Regions from separate parts of the Mus musculus genome. Here all the other regions are linked to region 1. Evidence: chromatin contacts called from public HiChIP or PLAC-seq and promoter capture Hi-C data. All regions are on one chromosome and are shown on one strand. The core of a region is the stretch at or near the end of the contact, and the rest is flanking DNA. Distances in the headings are between cores, read along the strand shown.

Region 1 (6,675 bases), core at 560-3,059:
GTGAGGGCACCTGGGAATCCCTTCTCTAGTCTTTGTCATAGGCTCCTACCGCAGCCAGCGGGGACAATGGTGTGTGTGTGCGAGCCACAATTTCTCTTTGTAAGGTAGCCTTTAGCTTGGCACATTTGTTATTTTCTCATCTGTGTCAGACACAAACAGAATCTAAAATGCAATATTTGGATTTCAAGTAAAACATATACACATTTTTTTGTTTTCTTTTTAGGCTTTTTGTTTTATCTTATATGTATGAATGCTTTGCTTGCATGTACGGTCAAACACCATGTAGGTGCCTCGTACCAGCATAATTTAGAATTGCCTATCAGATCCTCTGGAACTGGAGTTACAGATGGCTGTGAACCACCAGGTAGGTGCTGGGAATCGAAGGCACATCCTCTGTAAAGGCAGCAAGGGGGGTTAACTCCTGAGAACCCCTCCCTTTTAAAGGAAAGCTTTATACAAAAATAACCACATCCCTGACTATTGAGTTTGAAAGGTTTCTTGTCCTTGGTCCCCTCCAGCAAACTTAGGAATTGAGAACGCCGAGGGAAGGAGGGGGTTGGGCCCGGCAGTCCCGCAGCAGAAATTGGTCCTGATTCGAGGTGGATGGGACTGAGGAATGCACGCTCTAACCAGAAAGAGGGTGGGGGGGGCGGGGAGGGGAGGGAGTCAGAGCAGCTAAGCTGGAGGAGTCTCCTGGGGAAGTAGAAGGGTCCAAATGACAAAGGAGTCGATTCCACACCAAAAGCCAGAGAAGCGGAAGACAAAGAGGGTTGGCTAGGTGTAGACGAGGTGGAAAAGACACTGAAACTCGGGACAGGTAGGTGGAAGCAGAGACTCTCTGCCTTGTCAGGTTACGGAGACCGGATTTTGAAGACCAAGAAAAGGGACCTGGCTTCATTGGCTACTCTCTGTGTGACCCTAGGCAAGTTGTTTAGACTCTCTGAACCTTGGTTTCTTATTTATTACAGACATGATAAGAGCACCGTCGGAGGGTTACTGGAGTCGGATGGCCGAGTAAAAAGCAAGTGGTGACCCGCCGCGTGCTTGGCTTAAAGATGAGCGGAGTTAGGGAGGAGTTGGACCGAATGCCCAGTGAGTGGTTGATTCATTTAGTTAGGTAGTGGGTTAAATCCACCAGATTTTCAACCCAGATTCACACACTTCCTGTAGAGGCAGGATTAAAAGAGCTGGCCAAGGTGTTTGTAAACAATAAAAGTGCAATTCAAAGTTTGCCGCTGGGGGGTGAAATAGTAGGAGTTAGGAAAGAGGCTGGGCAGCGGCGGGCCGAAACATCGTTTCGTCTGCAACACTGTCAAGGCTGGGCGGATGTGAACTGCTGTGCAGTCCTCCCGCCATTTCCAAAACGCCACAGACCCTTCTTACAGCCACCATAGGGGCGTGAGAGGCTGATCCCTGGAGTCGTCCCTCGGTGCCTGTAGGAATGGAGGGTGAGAACCCGGTGCGGGCAGTGGTGGGGCGATCTTGGGACGAGTTGGTTAAGACACTCCCAACAGCTAGGACACAAAGCAGGGTGGCAGGGAATGAATGCCGCACGGCCGCCAGAGCCCAGAGTGGCAAGGGGACAAGGCTGAGGCCAGCCCAGCGGCCAGCCGCAGCGCCGCCTCCCGGGAGGAAGGCGGGGGCTGGCCCGGGGAGCGGAGGGAGGCGGAGAGCGGAGGAGGGCGGCGCGCTGAGAGGTTATTTGTGGTTCGCTTTGATCCCGAGGGGGAACCTGAAACTCTCACATTCCTGGCATAGCAGCCGCCTCCAGCGCGGGCTGACCTAGAGGCTGCGCACTGGGGCGCGAGCAAGCAGATCATCGGCGCCACCGACTAGTGCGCACCTCCGTTGCTGACTGTACCTAAGCCGAACCGGGTCTGCGTGCGCCGGCAGCCGCGGGCCGCAGCGGTAAGCAAGGTGCCGGGCACTCCGGGCAGTGCGCGAGGCCGGCGGGGACGCTTCCCAGCAGCAGCGGGACACCGCGATCAGTCCGACCCTTTCTGGAGATCGGAGCTGGGGTGGACGAGCCTCCCCGGGAGCGGGAGGGGAGACTGTGAACCCTTTCGAGGATCGATCCTGGGTGTCTAGCCTAGACTGCTCGCGCTTTTGTGGGGGTGAGGACACCATTCTCCGACCCACTGGGGCTGGAGGAAGGACAGAGGATCAGTGTTTGGGAGTGTGCGTCTCGCGTGCGGGGCAAGTGAAAAGCTGCGGTAGGCATATCTCGCTGAATTATGAGGTTACCGTGGCTGCTTTGTCTGGATTGGGGATACAGGTGGCTTTTACCCTCAGCTAGCTCAAGAATTCCTCTTTGTCTTCCTTGGAAAATCCTCTGCGGAGCCACGAACTGGCTCTCACTTAGAAAGAATGCAGCCTGCTGTCCAGTCCGGTGACGTCAGCGCTGAAGTATTTGGAAAACAAAGAGGGTTAGGGAGAGAGGCGTACCCGCGATGCTTAAAGACCTCTCGCGGTTGCGGGTTTTGCTCGCCCGGGGCGCTCGGGCAGCCACCGGTGCTAGTGGTCTGCCTCGGTAGAGGTGAGTAACGCCGGGACCCTGGACTGGCCTGGTTGACTTGGAGACTAGCGTTGGTTCCTTTTGCTGGAGTGAGCCCAGGCCAAGGCCAGAGACCCGTGTTTGCTTAGAAAGGTGGCTGGTTTTCCGAGTGCAGCGCTCCAGTGCAGCCCAGGTACAGCGCCCGTGTAAGGAAGTTGATTTTCAGTAAGTGCTCTTATATAAGTATTTGAAAGAAAGATTGTGCATCTAGGGGATTCGATTGGGACGTTTGTGCGATGAAAGGCCTCGGAAATGTTCGGTGCTCCGAGAGCCTGGCTCATAGTCGGCGCGCCTGGAATCTGCCGGGAAGGCTCAGCATTCCTTCTAGCCGCTCCCGGATCCTTAGCGCGAGTCAGCCCAGACAGTGATTAACTTAGGAAATACCGCGTAGAAAAAGCCGCGTGTGAGCAGACTCTTCAAGTCTTACACATTGCAGGGTGCAGTTGGGGGGGGGGGGGAGGATTAGTTGCTGGCTTGGGTATCGTCAGGGCTCATTACCTTTCTCCAGCTCTGCCAACATACCATTCCCAAACTGAGGTAGGACAGGGGGCTAGCATTAGTATGGCACAGAAAGGGGCCACCACCCCCTTCCTTTGTCTCCCCCCTCGCCTCATTACCCCATCAACTGGCATAGGTAGTTGTTACTAATATCAACAGAGATGCAGAGGGATCATCCCCTGTGTGCCTCTAGCATACACGTAGGGAGGGGTTTTTCTAAGTAGCAAATGTGTGTGCCAAGAAAAGAGGTTGGTGGTCATGGAAAATGTTTCCCTGGCTCAGTTACTGCAAGCTCCCCTCTGCCTCCTCACCAATTTCCATGGGGCTTCTTGTGCTGCTCACCTTGCAGAGTGGCTGCTAAGGTCATCTGTGACAGGGAGACTCAGATTTATTTTATCAGCAGCCTTTGAGCCCAGGGTCTGGCTCACGCGTCTTTATTCTAAAGAATCAATGGAATTATTTGCTTAGGGCTTCTTTCTGCTGGGCTACATTCTTTCTTTACCGCCTGCCAGTAAACTGGGAACCCTATTGCTAAGTGGTTGAATTTGATGGACGCCTGTCCTACAGTTTGCCCATGAGATTGTTTGGGGTAATGGCTGACTGCCGGGGACTGTGATATGAGATAGCCTTCTGGTTTTCTGTTGTATATCTGTAAGATCAGCTAAATCTCCATAAATGTTACAATGATAAGCATTTGCCAAGGATTTATAGCATACCAGGCGCTCAGCTTCTTACATTTCAACTCCAAGAGACACACTGTGTGTGTGTGTGTGTGTGTGTGTGTGTGTGTGTGTACATATATATGTATGTATATACATATATGCATATATATATTTATATTAATGGCAAACTAAGGATCAGAAGCTCAGTAACTAAACTTAATCAATAGATGGCCATATTAGCACTTGCATCTGGGCCTGTGTAAAACCACCCACCTACCCACCCAGCCTCCTCCTTCATCCAGAGTGTTCCTGCAAGTGCCCCTCCCTCCTTTGTTTGTGCTTCCTTTGACTGCTATTCTTTCTGTCTCTTAGGTGCTCTGAGACCAGGTGCCTGCTGGCCATTGTCTAGGCAGGTGTGTGCAAGCCAGAGAAGCATGAGGACACTGGAAGACTCCTCAGGGACAGTCCTGCACCGTCTCATCCAAGAGCAGCTGCGCTACGGCAACCTGACAGAGACTCGCACTCTGCTGGCTATCCAGCAGCAGGCCCTGCGGGGTGGGGCTGGAGCTGGGGGCACGGGGAGCCCCCAGGCTTCCTTGGAGATCGGAGCACCCGAGGACAGTCAGGTGCTGCAGCAAGCCACCAGGCAGGAGCCCCAGGGCCAGGAGCATCAGGGTGGAGAGACCCACCTGGCAGAGAACAGGCTGTACCGGCTGTGCCCACAGCCCAGCAAAGGAGAAGAGTTGCCCACCTATGAGGAGGCCAAAGCCCATTCGCAGTACTACGCAGCGCAGCAGGCAGGGTCCCGGCCGCATGTTGGGGACCGGGATCCTAGAGGAGGGGTGTCCGGAGGCGGCCGGCGACAGGATGAAGCTCTTCGAGAGCTGAGGCATGGCCATGTGCGCTCCTTGAGTGAACGGCTTCTGCAACTGTCCCTGGAAAGAAACGGTGCTCGGGTCCCCAGCCACATGAGCTCTTCCCACAGCTTCCCTCAGCTGGCCCGCAGCCAGCAGGGCCCCCAACCCCGAGGGCCCCCAGCTGAGGGCCCAGAGCCCCGCGGGCCACCACCTCAGTACCCACACGCTGTAATGGCTCAGGAGACTGCGGCTGTCACTGACCCAAGATACCGACCCCGAAGCAGCCCACACTTCCAGCATGCCGAAGTCAGGTAACCCCAGATTTCTTTCTAGTTCGGTCTCCCAGGAGGAGGAGAACCCCAAGATCATATATATCGTGGATCTCAACTGTCATGATCCCAATCCCAGGGCACCCCCACCAGTTCCTAGGGCTGTCTGATCTAGATCTACCCTCTCCTGTCTTGAGAAGGGAGAGCTGGGGGGGCTGGAGGGTAAGGGGATTTAGCTGATCCAGTCATGGTAGCATGCCTGTAATGTTTAGGTGAGGCAGGAGGATCACACCACCAGCCTGGACAACGTAGCAAGACTGTCTAAAACAAAAAGAAACTGACATCATTGCTTTAACTCAAAATATACATAGCATTGTCTATAGCATTCAAATAAGGAGGGCTCCCAGGGATGTGAATGGGGTTCAAAGGTGAGCATTTCTTTTTTTCTAAGAAAGAACTAACTAAAGACAATAGGAATCCTTACCAAACTTCTCCCGAGTTAAGTAGGCCAAAGGTGGAACTTATTGAAGGTTTTTAAGAGAAGGTGGACATTTTTTGTTGTTGGCTCATCATTGGGAGGTGTTGCTATTGAGGCTGAAAGAACTAGGTGGCTCGCTGGGCCACTTCTGTATAGTTACTGTCTGCCAGTTAATTACTTACTAGCTTTTCCCTTGTGCTTATGGGCCTAGATGAGTGAGTGAGTGAGTGAGTGAGTGAGCTGCTTTGGGGGGAAAGGGGGGGCTCAGGATGCTGTTGGACCAGAGTAGTGACTTGGCTTGACTTCCTGTGAAGTGAACTCTCGGGGAGTGTGTGTGTGTGAACTCTCGGGGAGTGTGTGTGTGTGTGTGTGTGTGTGTGTGTGTGTGTATTGGAGGGCATGATATGATTGGCTCTTAAGAGATCAATACTAGCCTTAGAGAATGGGTCATTGGAGCTAGGCTGGGAGCCCAGTTAGTATAAGCAGGAAGCCAGATCATTGCAGGAGTCCATGTTCCTAGAAATGAGGGGCTGCCTTAGTCATCTTTATTGGCCCCTGTGCCTTTTCCAGAGAAACAGGCACCATTGCTGTACCTCCTTTGGGGTGGGGTGAGGTGGGCTCCAAGGAACCTGGCTGGGGACCCTCTGGGTTCAAAGTCAGTCACCCTTGCTGAATCCTTATTTGGTCCCTCCATTTCCCACCAATTCGGTTTTCTTCACTCTGGAAGAGAATAGCCGCCTTGGGCCTAGTAGGGGAGCCAGGGGAGCGGGGATGTGTGGGGGTGTGGGGGGGGTGGAGCCTCGTGGGTTTACTCTAGCCTCCACTCCCCCAGACCCCCACCTCACCTCCCTTTTCAGGGCCGGTCAGGAAGAGTTTCTTCTTTTGGACCAGCCCTATTGAACCCTGCCAGGAAAAGATAATATCCAGGCAAGGAAGTGGGCTGTTTTGCAGGAGAACAAAAAGATAGGGAGGAGGGCGGTGGGAAATGGAAGAACCAGGAGCAAGTGTGAACGGAAAGGAGTCGTCGCCATTCTTCCCTGGAGCTCTCGATCATTCTCGAAGAATGTCAGTTGTGTCTGCCTGGCCTGTGGTAGGGAGGAGGGGGACAACAGTTATCTGAGGCAACCCTAAGAGTGACCACACTTGGCAGCAAGGGGGAGTTTAGTCAGTCTAGTGGCAGCCCTCTTCTCTGCACTCCCTGGAGCCTATAGGAGGAAAAAGGATGGGCAGGCTTTAGGGACTGAGTCAGGGGCTCAAAGAACAGGGGAGCGAGCCATAGGCTAGAGGGGTGATTTTGGACACTGGGGATGGCAGAGGGGGCATGAGAGATCCAGAAGTGAAATCCAAACTTCCAAGA
Region 2 (5,993 bases), core at 780-3,279, 370 kb after region 1:
TGCACATCTTTAATCCCAGCCCTTGGGAGGCAGAGGCAGGTGGATTTCTGAGTTCGAGGCCAGCCTGGTCTACAGAGTGAGTTCCAGGACAGCCAGGGCTACACAGAGAGCCAGGCTACACAGAGAGCCCTGTCTTGAAAAACAAAAGAAACAAAAAATGCAGGAACACCCTTCCCAAAGCCTGAGGCCCCTTTCTGTGACTGTAAAAGGAGTCCTGAAATTCCACCTTCCAGGAAGATGAAGGTAACCCCTGAGCCCTGTGTGATGTGGGTCACCCATGCATAGAGCCAAATCCAGGCAAATTGACCGTAAGGATTAACCACCAAAGGTGCCTTTATATGTAAGAAGGTCATAGTAGGTCTTTGATCTCTTCTCCTTGCTTCTCTGTGGAGCTTAGGAACCCTGTAGAGTCTGGCTCGGGGACAGAGTTCCATTCCTGGGCACAGCCAGAGCTATCATTCTCTGCTGCCCCACCCAACCTAGGAAATGCACCATCCAGCCTCACAAAGAAGAAACCAAAGAAACAGGAAATAAAGGGTTTGCCATCCTTTGGAAGGGAGCGATATCTACCAAGTGTCCTTGAGTCCAAAGCCTCTGGCAGGACCCTCGTCCCAGCCTATGATGGGAGCCACACTAGTATGTCTGAAAATGTAGAATCCTAGGCATGTGGAGCATGCCTTTAATCCCCGTACTTGGGAGGCAGAGGCAACTGGGTGTGTGAGAGTTCGAGACCAGCCTGATCTACATGATGAGTTCCAGGACAGCCAGGGCTACATATTGAGACCTTGTCTTAAAAAAAGAGAAAGAAAGAAAGAGAGAGAGAGAGAGAGAGAGAGAGAAAGAAGGGAGGGAGGGAGGGAAGGAGGAAGGAAAGAAAGAAAGAAAGAGAGAGAAAGAGAGAGAGAGAAAGAAAGAAAAAAAAGGAAGGAAGAAAATGAAAATGAAAAAAGAAAAAGAAAAAAAGAAAGAGAAAAAGAAAGGAGAACTCCAAAATCAAGGAAGCAGCCAGCAGAGAGCTTTCACAGAAAGCCCAGGTCTTTCTGGCTGCCCCAAGCCCCTCTCTTCTTATAAGTCATTCTGAAGTTAGGGCAAGCCTTGGGTAATGAGAAGCCCGCCTCTTTTCCCATTGAAGTTCATTGGCTGGTGAGAAGAAAGAGGAGGGATCTCTTTAGGGTTGTGTAGGTTGGGTGATAGAGGTTGGGAGACCAGGTGATGTCTCAATTATTTACATTCTAGTCAAGCATCCCAAGAACATTGTAACTATTCATCAAACAAAATCCAGTGAGCCCTCTGGGTACCACAAGGTAAAGACCAGACGTGGAGAAAAGGGACAGAGAGGAGAAAACTTGGAGAAGCAGAGCCATGAGATTGAAGCACAGACCTTTGGGGAAATGTCCCATCTGGTAACTGCTTATCATGTTCTCGCTTAAGAAACAAAGCCATGTTGTATTTGCCTTCAACACTTTCAAAGATGGAGAGATGCAGCTAAGCTGGGTCCTGAATTACTGTCAACTTGATAGTAAAATATTGTATTACAGCTTCCCAGAGAGATTGGCAGTGGTATGTGTATGTGTGTGTGTGTGTGTGGGGGGGTAATCCTTGCAAATCCAGAAGAAAAAAAATTCCTATCTTTCCCAGCCACAGGGACTAAACATTGGAGGTAAAAATGTCCATTCCCTGCCAAGAAGGCCAGATTTGCTAACCTTTCATCGGTGATTAAATATGTAAACAGGTCCTGGGCAAGCCCTTGGCAAATCATTAATGAGAGAAAGCCTTCCTCTCGTGACAGGCCCGGCCCATTTATCAACCTCCACACCCATTCCCAGCCCTGTTTGGTGGCCACAGGACACAGGGCTCTCTACCTTGACAAAGTCTCTGCTCCTTAGGCACCTGCTACACTTTGATAACAATAATAAAATGTACATAGTTCGCTACAGTTTGCCAAGCCATGCATTTATTTACTGAACTCCTCAAACCACCCAGAAATAGGCTTGGCTAGGCTTCAGTCACATGACACAACACACCTTTATCTCTTGTTTGCACAAAGCCCGTGGCTTGTTTGGGTGACTCTCCAGGGCAGTGGCTTCCAAGGGTGGCTCAGAATGCCAGCTATTTGGACTTGAGGTACCTCTGTTTCATCAATCCACAATTAATGAGGCAGGAAAGGAAGCTAAGAAGGTCTCGCCATGGGAAGCAAGTGTTTTGGCCAGAAGGCGCATAGTCTTTCTGCTCCCAGGCGCTTGGCCAGAACTAGTCTCACGGCATTATCTAACTGCTGTACAGATGGAGAAATATAATCCTCTGTGCTCAGAGAGGAGAGGAGCAGACTTAGGCAAGTGCTAGAATCTTCCACCATGGGGAGTGATTCTAGGTGAACCAATATGCTCTCTGAGACCCTTCAGTCTTGTCAGGCTGTTGGAAGAGGGATGAATACAGTCAGAGGGAGGAAGCATCCACAGCGGATCCCTAGAGGAGAAAAGATGATATCTCAGCAAAGCCAAGGCTGCCTTAGAGATGGAAAAGTGGAGAGGACAGGCCCAGAAGAGGCAGAGCTGATGGATCAGAGGTTTAGAGATGCAGGGTCAGGAAAAAGGTTCTCTTTAGTTGACAAAGACTTAGGCAAAGGATGAGAAGGCGGAGGAGCTAGGGGGGATGACAGTTGATTGAGCATGCCCCCCAAGGGGCGGGGCTTATCTCGAGGGGAGGAGTCTCACCCAGAGCTTCTTCCTGAATGGTGAGGCCATCAGGACCATCACATCGATAAATGAGGTCCCCTCCGGTTGTCAATCACATTTTATTTGTTTGGTAGCTGGTGTGTGCAAGAACCCGCCATGACACATTTCCTGACCTTGCAGCGTGTATACTTTGACCTAGGGTAGGAACTTGACCAAGTGCTGTGGATTCCATTGGGAAATCAGAGAAGGGACCAGGGCTGGTTTCGAGGGTCAAGAGTGTAGGGAGAGAGGACAGCTAAGTTGTGAACAAAGGTAGAAAGGCGAGCAAACCTGTGCACATTCTGAGAATCCCCTGATCAGGGAACCTGAAGGAGAACAGGAGTAAGGCTAGAAGGGTAGGGTCTAGGCTTAGCGGGGGCCCCTTAGGCGTCCTTCGGGACTGGCTTAGACCAGCCCATTCAAAGCCTGGAGAATGGCCTTAGAGACCAGTCAACCAGTCCCAGAAGGGCGTTCCTACCTCAAAATACAGCCCCGGGTCCCTGAGAGGGAACTGCTACACCCCAGAGACCAGAAGAGCCGTCCTCCTGAGCAGCCCCAGCCAAAGTTGGCTCCACTATATGTCCTCTCTCTCTCTCTCTCTCTCTCTCTCTCTCTCTCTCTCTCTCTCTCCTCCCCGCAGTGTGGGAACTGGAGTCCCAGGGGTGTAATTGAAAGCCAAATGGGGCAGCTTATTTGAACAGGTTTTCTGTTCAGGCTCCTAAACTTCTCTTTGCACTGTGGGTTTCTCAGTACAGCATTTCAAATGTATACAGCCCCTAAACCTTAGAAGTCTCAGGTGGGGCAAGCATTTGACTGAATGTTCTTAACTTTCACAAACACCAGCTTACAGAAGAAAAATGGAGGTGGGAGTGGGGTGGGGTGGGGTGGGGTGGGCCCATACTGGGAAAAGGCATTTGAAACTCCAGAACAGCTCCAGAAGTCGGGAGTGAAGATCAGAGAACGCCAGGCCCTTTGTGCTTTGCGCTTCTAGTGAGATGCAATTATCAGACGGGGAGTTTGGAGTGCAACTGGTCTCGCTTCCAGCAGGGTCCAGACCTTATTCTTGCAGTGGCCGGCGCTCCGGGGCACTGCTGTCGTAGTCTGCCACTAGGCGGCGCCGCTCACCAGCGCCGCAGTGAGGCAGCGCCACAGCGGGATCACCGCATGCAGCTTGGCAGAGAGGGCGTTGCTGAGGCCAGGTTGCTCGCTGCTCAGGGCACCCCTCAAATACACCGCCACCCTCTGACACTTCAGGCTCCCCACCCAAGCATTCTTACAGACCCTGTGGGCACTCCCAGGCCCTGCGAACTGGCATGGGTGGTCACTCTGCTCCAACGTGGGGCCCCTCCCATCCTGGGGCTGTCAGCCTCGCCATGATCTTACAGGCTTAAGTATTCAGTGGCTTCAGGGAACTCAGTCACCTTCCACCTCCGCCTTCTAGGTCTCCGGTATTTACCAGTGTACCCCTTGGGCCTCAGGAACGTGCCTCTGAAAGAAATCTCTCATAATCGCAGGCACTGCCCGTCTTCAGAAAAGGTCTCTGTGCCCCAGTCACCTTCTAGGGCATTCGGAAAAGGACTGAGCTCCCTAGGGCCAGGATAAACAAGACTAACAACACTCTTGCTCCTTGGAAGCAAAGGCAGAAGTAGCCAGGAAAGCTTTAGAAACTGACGCACCCTCCTGACCCCCCAGGGTTGGCTGATCAATTCCAGGTTCAGCAGAGCTTGAAGGAGACCTTGACCGACACCAGCATCCCGATGCAGGGGAAACTGGATTCTCCACCTCTTGCCTTAAGCCTCCCTTCCTTGACTTCTCTATGTCACCCATTAGCATTCCAGCCTTAAGTGATTAGGCCAAAATTTTATAAACAAGATGAAGACATATTTTTAAAGCCCGTTCCTGGCAATGTACGACTAACATCATTTCACCGCTTATCGTTCCGTACATTTTATAAATGTAGATGAGAACACAACCACCGTGGCCATTAAAGTGTAAAACAGTGTAACTCCCAGCAACTAGGTGGATATTGGGTTGAGTACAGTCTCTGCCCATTTTACCACCCTGCCCCCTTGGTATAAGTTAACCTAACTTATTCGAAAGCTCAATGTAAATGGTATTTTGCAATCCATCCTAATGTTTTTGAGATCCATTGCTTGTGCCTGTGGTTATTCTTTTTTTTTTTTTTTTAATTGTTCCGTGACACTCTCTTGGTTGAATATGACACAAATTCTGTATCTATCCATCAGGTTATTTAGTTAGATGTCAGGCCATTTTTTTTTTATTATGATGAATAAAATTACTATGGAGATTCGTGAGTGAGTTTTTTGTGAGTTTCCATTTCTGTTGGAGACATGTCCAGAAGTGAAAAAGCAAAGGGATAGCTCATAGGCTATCAGAGATTAACTCTTTCCAAAGTTGAATGGCTTAGCATCTCACTAGCGATGCAGAAGTCTCTTAGTGTTTCCAAAAGGAGCTCTGTTGAGGTTTACGTGGGGTGCAGTCATATCCACACATTCACAGTCTTCTGTCAACTTGTTTGGATAAATGTATGTGTTTATCCTAGACTGCTGTAGCACCACACATGGGCTCATGTACTTGAATATGTACTTGAACCCCCAGTTTGTGGCACTGTCTGGGGAGAGAGCTCAGCCTTGCTGGAAGAAGTGCCCTGGGGAAGCCAATTTTTTCAGCCTCACCCTACTTCCACATCCCTTTCTTTCTACTTCCGGTTGCCACTGAAATATGATTTCTAAGATTTCTCCTCCAGCTCCCAGTCCTGCCCACCTCCCCCCCAAACAGTAATGGACTCTCCCTAGGAAGAGTGAATCAGGCTTCGTATTCACTGAGCTATTACATCATAAGTGGTTTTGTAATTCATATTTTATACTCTTTCACTGTGGATGACCTGAGACACCTGGAAGATCCCTGGTCGTCATCCTCCTTCGCCTTTTTTTTCTTGTCGGTCCTCACATTACCCTTTCAGGGAGTTGTCTTCAAACTCATCAAGTTTTCTTCTGCACCCTGTAAATATATTCTTGCAACCACCCACACATATGTTCATTTTTGTTTTATGTTTCTCAGGGCTAAAAATACTGTTTCTTTTTTTATCACTTCCATAATCTCTCTGCTGAGTCCCGGTTTATTGATTCAGATTGTAGTCAAAGACTGGAAGGTCTTTGAACTATTTATAGGAGCTACCTTCAACTCCCTGTCTGCTCAGGTAGACATCTGGGTCATCTCATACCTTGGCTGCTTTGATTTCTGGACTCTGGCCACATT
Region 3 (5,990 bases), core at 967-3,466, 480 kb after region 1:
TGCTCAGAACTAGCCATGCTGGGACTATTTTAAGTCACAGAAATCAGCAAAAGTTATTGGGCTTCCTTTATCCTTTATTGATTGTTTAAAGAAAGAATAAGAACGCAAGCTACACTTAAGAATATATGTCTATCCAGGCAGTGGTGGCACAGGCCTTTAATCCCAGCACTTAGGAGGCAGAGGCAGGTGGATTTCTGAGTTCAAGACCAGCCTGGTCTACAGAGTGAGTTCCAGGACAGCCAGGGCTATACAGAGAAACCCTGTCTGGAAAAAAACAAAATCAAACAAACAAACAAAAAAATGTATGTCCATAACCATTATATTCTGAGTAGCCCAAGAAACTGGTAATGCATTTTTTAACAGGTGTATGTACACTGAAGGTTGGTTGATGTCGGGAGTCCTTAATCTTTCTCCACCTTATTTATTTACTGTTTTTGCTTTTTTTTTTTTTTTTTTTTCCCTGACATAGGGTTTCTCTGTGCAGCTCTGGCTGTCCTGGAACTCATTCTACAGACCAAGCTGGCCTCAAACTTGAAGAGATCCTCCTACTTCTGCCTCCCAAGTGTTGGCTTTAAAGGCATGGACCACCACCACACAGCCAGCCACCTTTTGTGAGGCTGTGGTCTCTCACTGAACCCGGGGAGAAAACCAACTAGCATGGGTGGTGGTGAGCCAAGGAATTCCAGGGATCCATACCTCCTAGGCCCTGGGATTGCTGACAAGAACTTCTGGACCTGGCTTTCACGTATGTGCCACCGATCCAAACTCAGACCCTCATTTTTTTGCCAGGCAAGAAAACAGACTGAGTCACCTCCCCATCCCCAGACCACGTATTCTAACAGCATCGTGTGTGTATGTGTGTGTGTGTGTGTGTGTGTGTGTGTTTTTACAGGTTTTCCTAGAGTCTTTTTTATATAACTCCCAGGGGGCTGGAGAGATAGCTCAGTGGTTAAGAGCACCGACTGCTCTTCCGAAGGTCCTGAGTTCAAATCCCAGCAACCACATGGTGGCTCACAACCATCTGTAATGAGATCTGACTCCCTCTTCTGGTGCATCTGAAGACAGCTACAGTGTACTTAGATATAATAATAAATAAATCTTAAAAAAAAAAAAAGAATTAACTCCCAGGGCTGGAGACTCAACTAAGTTGGATAAGATCCCATCCTGCTTCTAGCAAAGGGACCTGAATTCAATTCCCAGCACCCACATCAGGCAGCTTTGAAGACCGACTCTACAAAATCTGACACATCTGGCCTCTACAGGTACAGGCACTCATGTGCATATACCCACACACATACATATAATTAAAAAGAAAAAAAAATATTTTTAAAAACATGTCCTAAACTTGCTGTACCAAATAAACTGCAAGATGACAGGGCTACGGAAATGCCTTACCCATCCCTCTTAAGTCTAACCGAGGTGAAAATCAAAGCATTACCCTGACAAACAGCAACGTTTTCCCAGAGTCACAGAGACCAACGAAGAGAACAGCTCTCTGACTGCTCTTTCGGCTCCAGATGAACTTCCAGAACACTGCAGAGAAGAGAAAGGCAGCCTTCATTTTCTAAAGACATTATTAGTAGGCATTTACGACAAAAAAACAAAGCGTCCATCTGGACTACTTTCATTGTCACACGGATTAGAGTCAGTTTTGTTAGGAACTCACGGAGCGCCAGCCACTATCAACTGTAAACCTTTTCACGTCTATTTCCCTCATCCAAATGTGGAGACTAAAAGTATACACAGAATGATGGATCTGGGAAAAATTAGTGGCTTGCTACATTTGATTGGTGGATTTCTACTCTACCTTAGTACCCCAGTATCTCAGAGCCCAGTTCAGACACAAGTGGCTCAAAGTTGGAATGAACGATGGCGGCCGCAGCGCTCAAGCGCACAGGGCCGCCTCATGTAAGTCCTGTCCCAAGACCCAGGTCACTTCAGCGTCCCCTTTCCACACTGCTGGGTCTGGAAGACGAGTAGTAGAAGAGGGAACGCAGCCGTCCGCCTCCCTGGCCTGCGGCGCCGAGCCACCCTGCCCTCGCCGTGAATGCCGGCCGCCTCACCCAGCGTCAGCAGCACCGCCAGGAGAGCCACCGCCACGGAGAGCAGCGTCGGATCCCTCTGCTGCAGCTCCTGTCGTAAGGAGTCGAGGTAAGGCTGGAAGGCGCCACCGGCGCCATCGCCAACTCGCCGGGTGTTCGCCGAAGCCATGAAAGAGGTGTGTAGTCTTCCCGGGCCGCCAAAGTTACGTGGCTCTAGGCTCCACGCCGTGGTGGGGCGCGGGGCATCACGGGAGTTGTAGTCCCTTAGGGGTATCTCGGCTAAGTGCCTGATGGGAGTTGGAGTTTTTTGGTTTCTACAACCCAGTTAGCGAGTGTATTCATATCGGCATGCTTTGAGACATGTATAGCTTTGTGGAATTTTTTTTCTTTGCATTTTAATTTTTTATCTTTGGAGAATTTCATAAATGAATATGATGTCTTTTGGTCAAACCCACCCCTCTACTCCCATTTCATTTCGATTTTTGAAAGAATGATGACTTTTAGCAAAATTAACGGCTACAAAACTTCATTTGAGGGTGAGGATTTCTACTCGGCCGTTACATGGGATGAAATTTATGAGAGATTTTACCACAGTATGATGTGACCGAAGATGTGATGGAGTCACAGAGAATCCACAAAGACACATCAAGTCCTTTATGAGGTCAGAGAAAAGTAGCTAGAGATGGACCTGAATCTTGGAGGATGCATTAACCTATACCGGCAACTAAAGAAAACAGAAAAAGACGCACGGAAGAGAAGCTTGAGTAAAAGCCAATGACATGTGGGAAACTCGGGAATTCTGTGTCCTGCATTGACACGTCCAGCACGGAAAAAAATGACTGCATTTTAAAAAGCAATCAGGAAAATCAGTGCTCGGGAGGATGTGGAGGTGTCGACGATAGATTGATCATTCCCACCCAAAGGAAGCAGGCCTACTCAACCAGGTAGGCCATTTGAGAGGCCCAGAGTAGACAACATTTTTCAGTTTCTCAAGAGGACTTATTTATAAAAGATCTTCATGGGAACTCTTCTACTTAAGATTTCATCGGGTAATCGAAACATTTAAAAAAAAATGTGAGCTTCAATTTAAAAATATCTCTGCGAGTCAGAAGTGGCCAAGCCTCGAGGGCCATTTGCAGCCTCTGTCATTAAGTAGCTGTCATTATTTTAAAGTATTTAAGTACAGGTCTGCCTGGGAGATGACAGGAAAAGTCGATGTCACTTAAAGGCTAAACAAATTCATTAAAATGTCGCACTGCCACATAAAACCCCAACTCCTGCAGGTACCAGGAAGAGAGGAAATGAGACATTCCCTTCCTCTCTAGTGTGGCAGTGAGTGATTGGGTAGGAAATGAAACAAAGATGTTAAAGTTTGAGTTTGGAAGGTTCGCAATGTGATTTCGATTTCCATACATCCTCAAAAGGCAGAGGGCAGGTGAGAAGAAGCCCACTCGAGAGGGCCACTCCGTTGGCCTTACCATCGCCAGATACTGAGTCGCTGGCTACAGGCTATGTATAAGAATGATTAGATTGTCCATGGAAGCAAAAGTGGCAGAAAGGCAGCTGGAAAAGTTTGTAGGAATCAGACCTGGGAGTGGTTTTGTGTGCTATGCTGAAGAACTCAGAGTTTACTCATAGTATAACAATAAGCTGAAGGTGACATGGATAATTGGCAGATCTGTGGAGAACTGTGACTGGAGAGAGAAAAGACTGAGGCTGGGGGAATCAATGGGAGTCTCTTGTCGTATTTAGGCAAAAGATACTTGGAGTCTAACACAGGATAAAAGTGTGAAATCCGGGGCTAGAGAGATGGCTCAGTGGTTAAGAGCACTGGTTGCTCTTCCAGAGGTCCTGAGTTCAGTTCCCAGCAACCACATCAGGTGGCTCACAGCCATCTGTAATGGGATCTGATGCCCTCTTCTGGTGTGTCTGCAGACAGCTACAGTGTGCTCACATACATTAAATAAATAAATAAACAAACAAACACTGAAAGTGTGAAATACAGGGTAAAATTTCTGAGATATTTAGAAGTTAAAATATGTAGGTTGTAATGACTATAAAATATATAGTTGCTGTTGTTCTATTACTGTGAAAAGACACCATGACCAATACAGAAGAAAGCATTTAATTGGGAGCTTTTTTGTTTGTTTGTTTTTTTGAGACAGGGTTTCTCTGTGTAGCCCTGGCTGCCCTGGAACTCACTCCGTAGACCAGGCTGGCCTCGAACTCAGAAATCCACCTGCCTCTGCCTCCCGAGTGCTGGGATTAAAGGCATGCACCACCACCGCCTGGCAGAAGAAAGCATAGAAAGCATTTAATCGAGAGCTTCCTTATATTTCAGAGGCTGAGTTCATGAGTGTCGCAGTAGGGGATGTGGCAGCAGGCAGGCATGGCACTGACACAGTAGCTAAGAGCCTACATCCTGATTCAGAGGCAGAGAATAAGAAACTGGGCCTGGTGTGGGTGTTCAAAACTTCAAAGCTCACTCCAGTGACACACCTCCTCCAACAAGGCCACACCTCCTAATCCTTCCCAAACAGTTTCACCAACTGGGGACCAAGCGTTCAAATGTATGAAGCTATGGAGATGTTCTCATTCAAACCACAACACAGCCTAACCTACACAGTAAATTCCTTGGCTACATAGTGTGAGATTTTGTATCATCCTTTGTTTTGGTAAATCTCCATCCCAAATATACCCCGGCGATGAAAACACAACACAGTTAATATGAATACATGCTGTGCACCTAGGTTGGGCAGATCTACCACTACACTACCATCTTCCACATCTATGAGACCCCTTAGAACTTGCAGTTTCTCCAGGCCATGTGCTTCTGCTCTGCTTTTCTTCTTCCTCCTCCTCTACGTCCTCTCCCTCTTCCATTTTCTTCTTCTCTCTCCCACCTTTCACTCCACCTTCCCTTTTATCTGCCCAATCATCAGCTCTTCTTTATTTTACAAATTAAGGTGGGAAGCAGGTTTACAGGAAATCACCTGAGTGCTGACTCATTCCTTGTTCGCAGCCCCTCACAGGAGAATGGAATTAATATCAAATATAATTAGCCCCAGGGCTATTCACAACCATCCTTTCTAACAAAAAAAAAGTTGTTGGACGAAAGATTGTTGTCATCATATGTAAAAAGAAAATTGCGTACCTATATGTATACAAACACATACACAAAATAAAAATTAATATTTAAAAAATGACTTGAAGAGACATTTTTTCCCACATGTTGCAAACTATCAGGAGGAATGTGAAGTGTGCTTAATGTCTTTAGCCAGTGAGAAAATGAAAATGGAAACTGCTATGAGATACTACCTGATACTCATTAAGATAGTCACTATTAAAAAAGTCAGAAATATACCAAACAGTGCTGAGAGGAAAGGGAAATCTGTTACACTGTTGGTGGGAATGTAGCTTACTACAGCCATTATGGAAGACAGCATAAAGGTTTCTTAAGTTAAACAAAAAAAGAACGGGTGGTAATGAACCCTGAAATCCTAAGTACTCGGGAGGTGAAGGCAGAAGGGTCAGGAGCTCAAGGGCATCATTGGCTGCACAGCAAGTTCGAGGCCAGTTTGGATAAAATGAGAACGTGTCTTAAAATGCACACACACACAAATACGGATGTTCGCATGCACCATTTGTGGGTTTAGGGACCCACAGAGGTCAGAAGAGGCATTGGATCCTCTGGAAATGGAATTAGAGAGATTTGTAAATATTTTATTTTAATGATGCATGTATGTGTAGGCGTGGGGGGTGTGTGTGTGAGTCTGTACATGTGAGGGTGCAGGCTGTGGGCTCTCATGTGAGTCCTGAGGTTTGTAAATGCTCTCAGATGCTGAGCCGCTTCTCTGGCCCTCCTCGGGTCTTCAATACTTTTTTATAAAAAAAGTATAACTTAAATTTTTAAAAATATTTTGTTTTAATTATGCATGTACGTATGGG
Region 4 (6,325 bases), core at 1,998-4,497, 270 kb after region 1:
AACATTACTGACATCTTTTTGGAAGAGCGTCCAAATCAAAAGGTGGGGGCAGTAATTGTGAACAACCTAGTAGAAAGGATCTTACTTTCCTTTCAGGATAAGGGGAAAAATAGAAAGAAAACAAGGCCACCCACATACATTCTATTCTTCTCAAAAATCCAGCCCTGCCAGGAGTAGCTATGAGTTTTGGTTCATTGTCATGTGACCATCACTCTGCAGCCCCTGGTCTGTGTCTGTCTCATTATTTGACACAGTCTTGATTTAAGAAAAAGGAGCTGCCAGGATCCAACCTGTCAATTACACTGTCTCCACCCTTTACCCCAAGTTCCCCTGGCTTTCCCTGTGTATCTGTGACACACCCAGGGGTATGTAGGAAGAGTGGATAAAGTCCCAGGCCTACTACCTTGCTCCCACATACTTCCTGAGTCTGAGAACCCTAAATTCAGCTGGGGGGAGGAGCAAGCCCATCAGAACTGGTTGGTGTTCAAATAGCTGCTGTCGCTGGGTAGTGTGCAGAGCCCCTAGGAGGTCTTCTGGGTGTTGGAGGAACATTCAGCTCTCAGATGGATGTCCGGTTCACTCAGGTGGTTTTAATGATGTTTTTCAATCCTTCCATCTTCCTATGTTACATCCCGTCTGCCCTACATCTGGATGTTTTCTTGTAGAGGCAGAGCAATGCTCAGATGTCAAAGTCTATGACCTCTAATCTGTTTGTACAAAAGGTCAGGCTGAAATGGGCTTTTCCTGGCAGTTCCAAGAGTGGATTAGCAGCCTGTGTTTGCCGGTCTTATGGCTGGAACGACCTGGGTAATCCATCTTTCATCCTTCTGTCAGTGTGGATGGCTCCCAGGAAGGGAGATGATGGAGGTGCTGGCCTTGGTCCCCAAATGTCTGAGAACTCTCTAGATGTCCTCCACACCTATGGCTGTCTCAGCAACCCACGCTAGAAATGACAAAAGCAGCCCACAAAATGTTTGGACCTGCCCGTATTTGTTGTGGACGCCATAGCACCCAAGTTCATTGGAATCTATTGCCAGGGACTTTTTCTCCCCAAGTTGCCTCAATAGACAAGGTGGGGGGTGGGCAGAGAAGCAAGCAGGAATGCATGTGTCAAAGATGTCGAGGGAGTTTCCTGGCTGTCGCCACACACTGACTCCTTGTTTCTTTAACAGCTTGGTCTAGTTGGCATTCAGAACCCTATCCTGGAAATCCTAAAATTCTGACTAATTTTGTAAAAAGTGAGAATGTGTTGGCTAGATGAATCTTACAGAGTCAGAAAGATGTACTCTTTCTGAATAAAGAGTACCAGTCATGGTCCAGAGGACCAAACAGTGGCTCTGACCACAGCCGAGGTCTCACTTGAGGAAGAAGCTGGCTGGCGAGACAGGGGGTCACGGGCTCATCTGGGTAGGTGCTTTGCTCTCTTTACTTCAAAGTAGCTCCACGCTGGCTGACCAAATGCTTCTCTCTCTGGGACTGTCTAGTCAGAGACTATCTTAGTTACTTTTCTGTTGCTGTGAAAACCACCATACCCAAGGCAACTTATGGACTCATGGTTTCAGGGAGCTGGAGTTTATGGTGGCTGAGCAAGGTGCTGGGAACACCTGTGAGCTCACATCTGGATCTGAAAGCAGGAGGCAGAATAAACACATAGGCAATGACACAAGAGTTTGGAAACCTCAAAGACTACCCCCAGTGACACAACCCTTCCAACAAGGCCATACCTCCTAATCCTTCCCAAACAGTTCTACTAATTGGGGACCAAATACCCAAAACATATGAGCCTATGGGGGCCATTCTCGTTCAAACCACCACAGGGACAAACAGAATAGAAAACAGAGGAGGTGGGGTGTAGATGGAGGGATGAAAGAGATGCAGAAGTACCAGTAAGTTATGTCCCATGAGTGGCAGATCTGTCAAGACTTAAGTCACAGATCCCAGCCTAGGGGAACAATGAGATAGGCATTATACTCCTATTGGCAGAATCCTTCCCCTAGGCTCCAATAGGTTAGGCTCATATTCCAGAGCTGAACACATTGCTCGTGAGACTTAGAGGAACTCACAAAGCTCTCCGAGTCTCCACAGGCTTCCAACATGGTTGATGGCTGTGGCTTGTCTCCTCAGCTGTAAGACTGTAAAAGACAATGCCCATAGAGTCTCTGGTGCCTTGTCAGAAACCCAGGCAGAGCAAGTGTTTGACAAGCAAAAGCTATCATTATTGTCAACCTGGCCTTAGGATCAACCTCCAACCCCCAAGTCCTTGCTATAGGCACTGCTGATGTTCTGTTTGTTAATGGATCCATTTGTCCAGCCACCCATCCATCTGTCTATCCAAACTTCCTTCTTTTCAAATAAACAGCTTTGATGTGAAGTAACTTGCATGTCTGTGTTTCTTGCATCTTGGAGGAGGCTGTTCAGAATGGAAATAAAAAGAACCTTCTAGGTGCACTGAACCCAGGTTACCACACCACTTAATCCATGTAGCCCTCAGAGGACCTGGGCTTCAAAATGTCTTCAGTATAAACAGGATAGACTATAAATAATGTTGAGAGTGATGCCCTGAAGGCTAGGGTAAGGGACATTTTAAAACAAACTTTGGCAGGGTGCATCTAGGGTCTTGGGGCTTTCTGAAGGAATTCTAGAAGCATACTCAGTGACTTAGTGTTAGTTCAGAGACCATCTACTTGGTGTGTGTGTGTGTGTGTGTGTGTGTGTGTGTGTGTGTGGTGGGTGTGTGAGGGACAGGAATGGTGGGTATATAATATGGATATCCTATGTCCATGGATATCTATGTTTGAGGCTAGGATGGATGAGTTCATGGGTGTCTTCTGGAGAGGGGTGTTATGCAGTTTTATATCTGGGGAGGGATATGTGTGCAGGTAGGGAGGTGTGGGTGAGGGCATCTCCTGTGAGGATGGGCACACTCACATGTGACCATGGGGAGTGTTCCCAGTGTGTGTGTGTGTGTGTGTGTGTGTGTGTACTGCAATCTCTGTGAGTGCCTGGTGAGGGGACAGCTCTGCTTTACCCTCAGGAGCTCCAGCCACCAGGTAAAATGGTGCCGGCCAGGCCACATGGTCACTGGCCATAGAGCTACACTGACAGACTTTACAATGGCCGATTGCACCCAGGAACCAAACTCATTCAGGAACCCGTGCCAAAGTCCAAAAAGGGGGGAGTTCCAATGACTTTCCTGGGATTTCATCTCAAGGGGCACAAAGTGACCTTTGACTCTTACACCTGGCCAAGTTCCTGGTCCCTTCCCTCAGTGAGGGAAGAGAGCCCAGGTTCCTGGTTCCGCCCCACAGCCAGGGAGGGGAAGAGGTTTCACTTTTCTTCTTGTCATTTTCGCTTTCAGACTCTCTTGCTGAAACGCTGAGGAAGAGAAGCCCAGGGCCACCGTGAGCAACGCTGGGTGGAGATGTCCCTGCCTCAGGAACTGGCCTGGTGATCAGCCTGATCCAGCTGACCTGGTAAGACAGGCTATGACCTCACTGAGCATTCTACACTAGCTCTCTGTGCACTTAAGAAAGCAATTTCCAAGAAGAGGTGTAACATGGTATGGACATTATGGCCCAGGCCAGGTGGCTGTCAGACCTAGCACTGAGAAAGGACATTAGCTGCTGGTTGGCCCAACCTCAGGTAAAGGAAGATGCTAGTGTCCAACCTCACATGTTAACATGTGAGTGTCAGGGATTGCGGCCCCCAAGAAAACCTGGCTCCCAGAGATCCCCATCCTGACCTTCAGTAGTCATGTCGTAGAGCCTGTGACTGTGTTCTCATGCCTGGCCAGGTGCTAAGAAGTTGCTGGCCACTCTCAGAGCATCTTATCATACAGGTCACATCTACTCTCTGGTAAATCCACCTTGTGGCATAGGCTATGAAAAACAGAACCAGCCTCCCCAGCTGCCCACAGCTAGTCTCACTGGAGTCTGAGCCTGGCCCTACACTCTGTCTTCCCAGGGTCTGCATCAGATCACATCAGCACACACAGACATAGACACAGATACACAGATGCACAGAGGCACAAACACAGGCACAGACACAGGCATAGACACAAACACACACACACACACACAGGCACAGGCACACAGACACACTTAGACACACACACACACACATACCATAGATATTTCATACACATAAGCACCACACACATACACACACACACTCTCATATACACATACACAGGCACACACACACACACACACTCTCATATACACATACACAGGCACACACACACACACACACCATAGGTATTTCATATCCTAAGATGTCTAGTCTACTCTCGAGCTGCTACCCATCCCTCACGGTCCACCCAAGCTGTTCTTCTCTCTACCCTCTGCTTGTCCTCCTACCCCCAACCCTCCTTTAAAGGCACCCTTTGTTAACAGGCTGTACCAACAAAACATGTCCCGGAGGACTCTTGCCATCCCTCCAGCTGCATCTCAGAGAAAATAAGAATAGGCTTAACTCAGGAGAAATGAAATTCCTGTAAGATCCGCATCTCCTCCCATCAGGCACTTGGCATTGCAACCTCAAAGGCAGAAATCATCACAAATTTTACGTATAGCATCTAGTTCACCAACTTCAACCTTCAATCTGTCCATTCAAATTGCCATTAATCTTTCTACAGAAATACTCCGTATGCCCGAGACAAAATATCAGAACCATGACATCTCCCCTCTGGAATGAATTAAATTAAACTGAGGTTCCCTTAGAGGTCACTTGAGAATAGCTTTCCTGTCTCCTGCTGATCAAAGAAGCTTGACTGGAGTAGATGTTTATCAGTAGCATCTTGGAGATGGCTCAAACAGCCTTTTGTCACTTAGTAAAGGGCCTTCGGGTTTAGTATTTTATTGTCAGGACATTTTGAATTTTAGACCAGCTTTTAGTATAAGCATGAACCCCCCAAAATGGGATAACTTTCATGGTCTGCTATACACAACACAGAACATATGGTTTATCTGAAATTCAAATTGACCTGGCATCAGGTGTCTTATCCAGTGACCTTAAGCTCCTACATCCAATGGCTGTGCTATCAGGCATCAGAGGCTCAGCAAGGGAATCTGTTGCCATAGCAACCACTAAGCTTGTCAATGATTTTCACTGAGGACAGAGCCAGGTTCTTCCTAGCACTCACACCCTCTCCAGGGTTCTAGAAAGTAAGCTTAGCCAATACCCTGGATGCCTGGTCCTGAGGTCACTCTGGTGTCTTTATGTAGCAACTGCAAGCCTGGTAATGCCATAAGCTCACACTTCCAAGTTCCTTCTGTTTTCCTTTCTCTTCTTCCTGTGAACATGTTTTCCAGAAAGAAGGCAAGCTCCATCAAGAGAGTGGTGAAATCAACCATCCAGCGACACTGTGTCTGAGCAAGGGCGACCCCTGTGAACACAGCGGGTATAGCTTCCCCACAAGGCCAGAGTTGGGCTTTGGCTCAGCACCATTCAGGATAACACTCATCTGTAGGTTAAATTACAAAGATTACTCCCTACATCATCTTCAGTGATGCTTCCAGTCTCACTAAGGGCATCAATGAGGATAGGCAGCCAGATTAGTACTCATTGAAAGTGAGGTATTTGCGAGTTTAGATTGATGTTGCTCATCCATCCTGTAAAACATGACATTTTGGGTTGATTTGTTTACTCGTGTAATTGTGAAAGGGCTTTGGCACGTATGCAGCTTCCAAATTCCACAGCTGTGGCAGGGTCTGCTTTGCTTCCCTGCACACACAGGATTTTGGAGACATGCTGACAGCTGGGGTGGACCTGTGAGGGGCTTGGGGGGCTGACTGGCACAGAGCATTGCTGAGAGCTGTCCTTTCCACAGCTTTTAGAACCTCGCCAGACATATATCCTTCAACAGCAGGCTTTGTTGAAACCACAGGCTGGTTAATGCAGAAACCTGCTGGGAGCTTTCTATTCCTTCTCGTCGAGGTTTTCCTTGAACTAGGTCCACTGTTGAGAGATCTTGCGTCTTTAACTTGGGCTGGCAAAGGGTCTGGATTGGGAAGGCAGTGGACAGACCCTACCTTGGGAGATTTGGAGAATGCACACCATGTTCACCGTCCTCAGTGTCTCTGAGGCACTTGGGAATCTTATTGTAGATAGGCAACTTGGGCTGCAACTTTGGATCACACAGTCCAACTTCCGTCCCTGCTAGCTGGACTTGAACAATAGTAGTCGTTGGCCACAGCTATATATGGGAAATCTTCTATGCCCAAAGGCCGTGGAAGTAATATCTCTCAAGGAAAGCCACTCGTTCCATTGTACCGCTTGATGTAAGTTTAGTCTATAGAGGCTGGTGTTTCTGTAGAGGATGATG

The links. Promoter capture Hi-C pulls out the DNA fragments that hold promoters and counts their contacts. HiChIP or PLAC-seq counts read pairs in DNA pulled down with a chosen protein or histone mark.
Region 2: an HNF4G HiChIP or PLAC-seq map of pancreatic cancer cells shows a contact between it and region 1. The contact joins the enhancer-like site here to the promoter of Amotl2 in region 1. A contact is called at or near these places in 1 of 39 promoter capture datasets (cranial neural crest), 3 of 115 datasets of contacts at active chromatin or transcription factors (embryonic stem cells, pancreatic cancer cells and trophoblast stem cells) and 1 of 9 other capture datasets (adipose tissue).
Region 3: an H3K27ac HiChIP or PLAC-seq map of epiblast stem cells shows a contact between it and region 1. The contact joins the promoter of Srprb here to the promoter of Amotl2 in region 1. A contact is called at or near these places in 1 of 39 promoter capture datasets (the 3T3-L1 cell line), 2 of 115 datasets of contacts at active chromatin or transcription factors (epiblast stem cells and extraembryonic endoderm stem cells) and 1 of 9 other capture datasets (adipose tissue).
Region 4: a promoter capture Hi-C map of liver shows a contact between it and region 1. The contact joins the enhancer-like site here to the promoter of Amotl2 in region 1. A contact is called at or near these places in 3 of 39 promoter capture datasets (the 3T3-L1 cell line and liver), 3 of 484 Hi-C or Micro-C datasets (the HL-1 cell line and liver), 2 of 115 datasets of contacts at active chromatin or transcription factors (extraembryonic endoderm stem cells and pancreatic cancer cells) and 1 of 9 other capture datasets (adipose tissue).

The regions. Positions count from the first base shown.
Region 1 is chr9:102,715,995-102,722,669 of GRCm38.p6, forward strand. It overlaps Amotl2 (angiomotin-like 2), which reads left to right and starts at 1,810. Exons shown (of 10, transcript NM_019764.2): 1 at 1,810-1,908; 2 at 4,087-4,882. The coding sequence starts at 4,149.
Region 2 is chr9:103,088,517-103,094,509 of GRCm38.p6, forward strand. It overlaps a transcript of Slco2a1 not described here. Among named protein-coding and RNA genes, the nearest start is that of Rab6b, 21 kb to the right of the region's middle. Within about 2 kb of position 2,030, at least 49 of the 459 cell types and tissues checked have an H3K27ac peak or open chromatin away from gene starts, as enhancers often do. A contact at or near this core is called in pancreatic cancer cells, where this site is marked.
Region 3 is chr9:103,199,849-103,205,838 of GRCm38.p6, forward strand. It overlaps Srprb (signal recognition particle receptor, B subunit), which reads right to left and starts at 2,217. Exons shown (of 7, transcript NM_009275.4): 1 at 2,064-2,217; 2 at 1,439-1,533. The coding sequence starts at 2,211.
Region 4 is chr9:102,985,419-102,991,743 of GRCm38.p6, forward strand. Gm31434 (a long non-coding RNA gene) reads right to left here. Exons shown (of 3, transcript XR_871114.2): 3 at 4,842-6,310. Among named protein-coding and RNA genes, the nearest start is that of Gm31434, 14 kb to the right of the region's middle. Within about 2 kb of position 3,248, at least 20 of the 459 cell types and tissues checked have an H3K27ac peak or open chromatin away from gene starts, as enhancers often do. A contact at or near this core is called in liver, where this site is marked.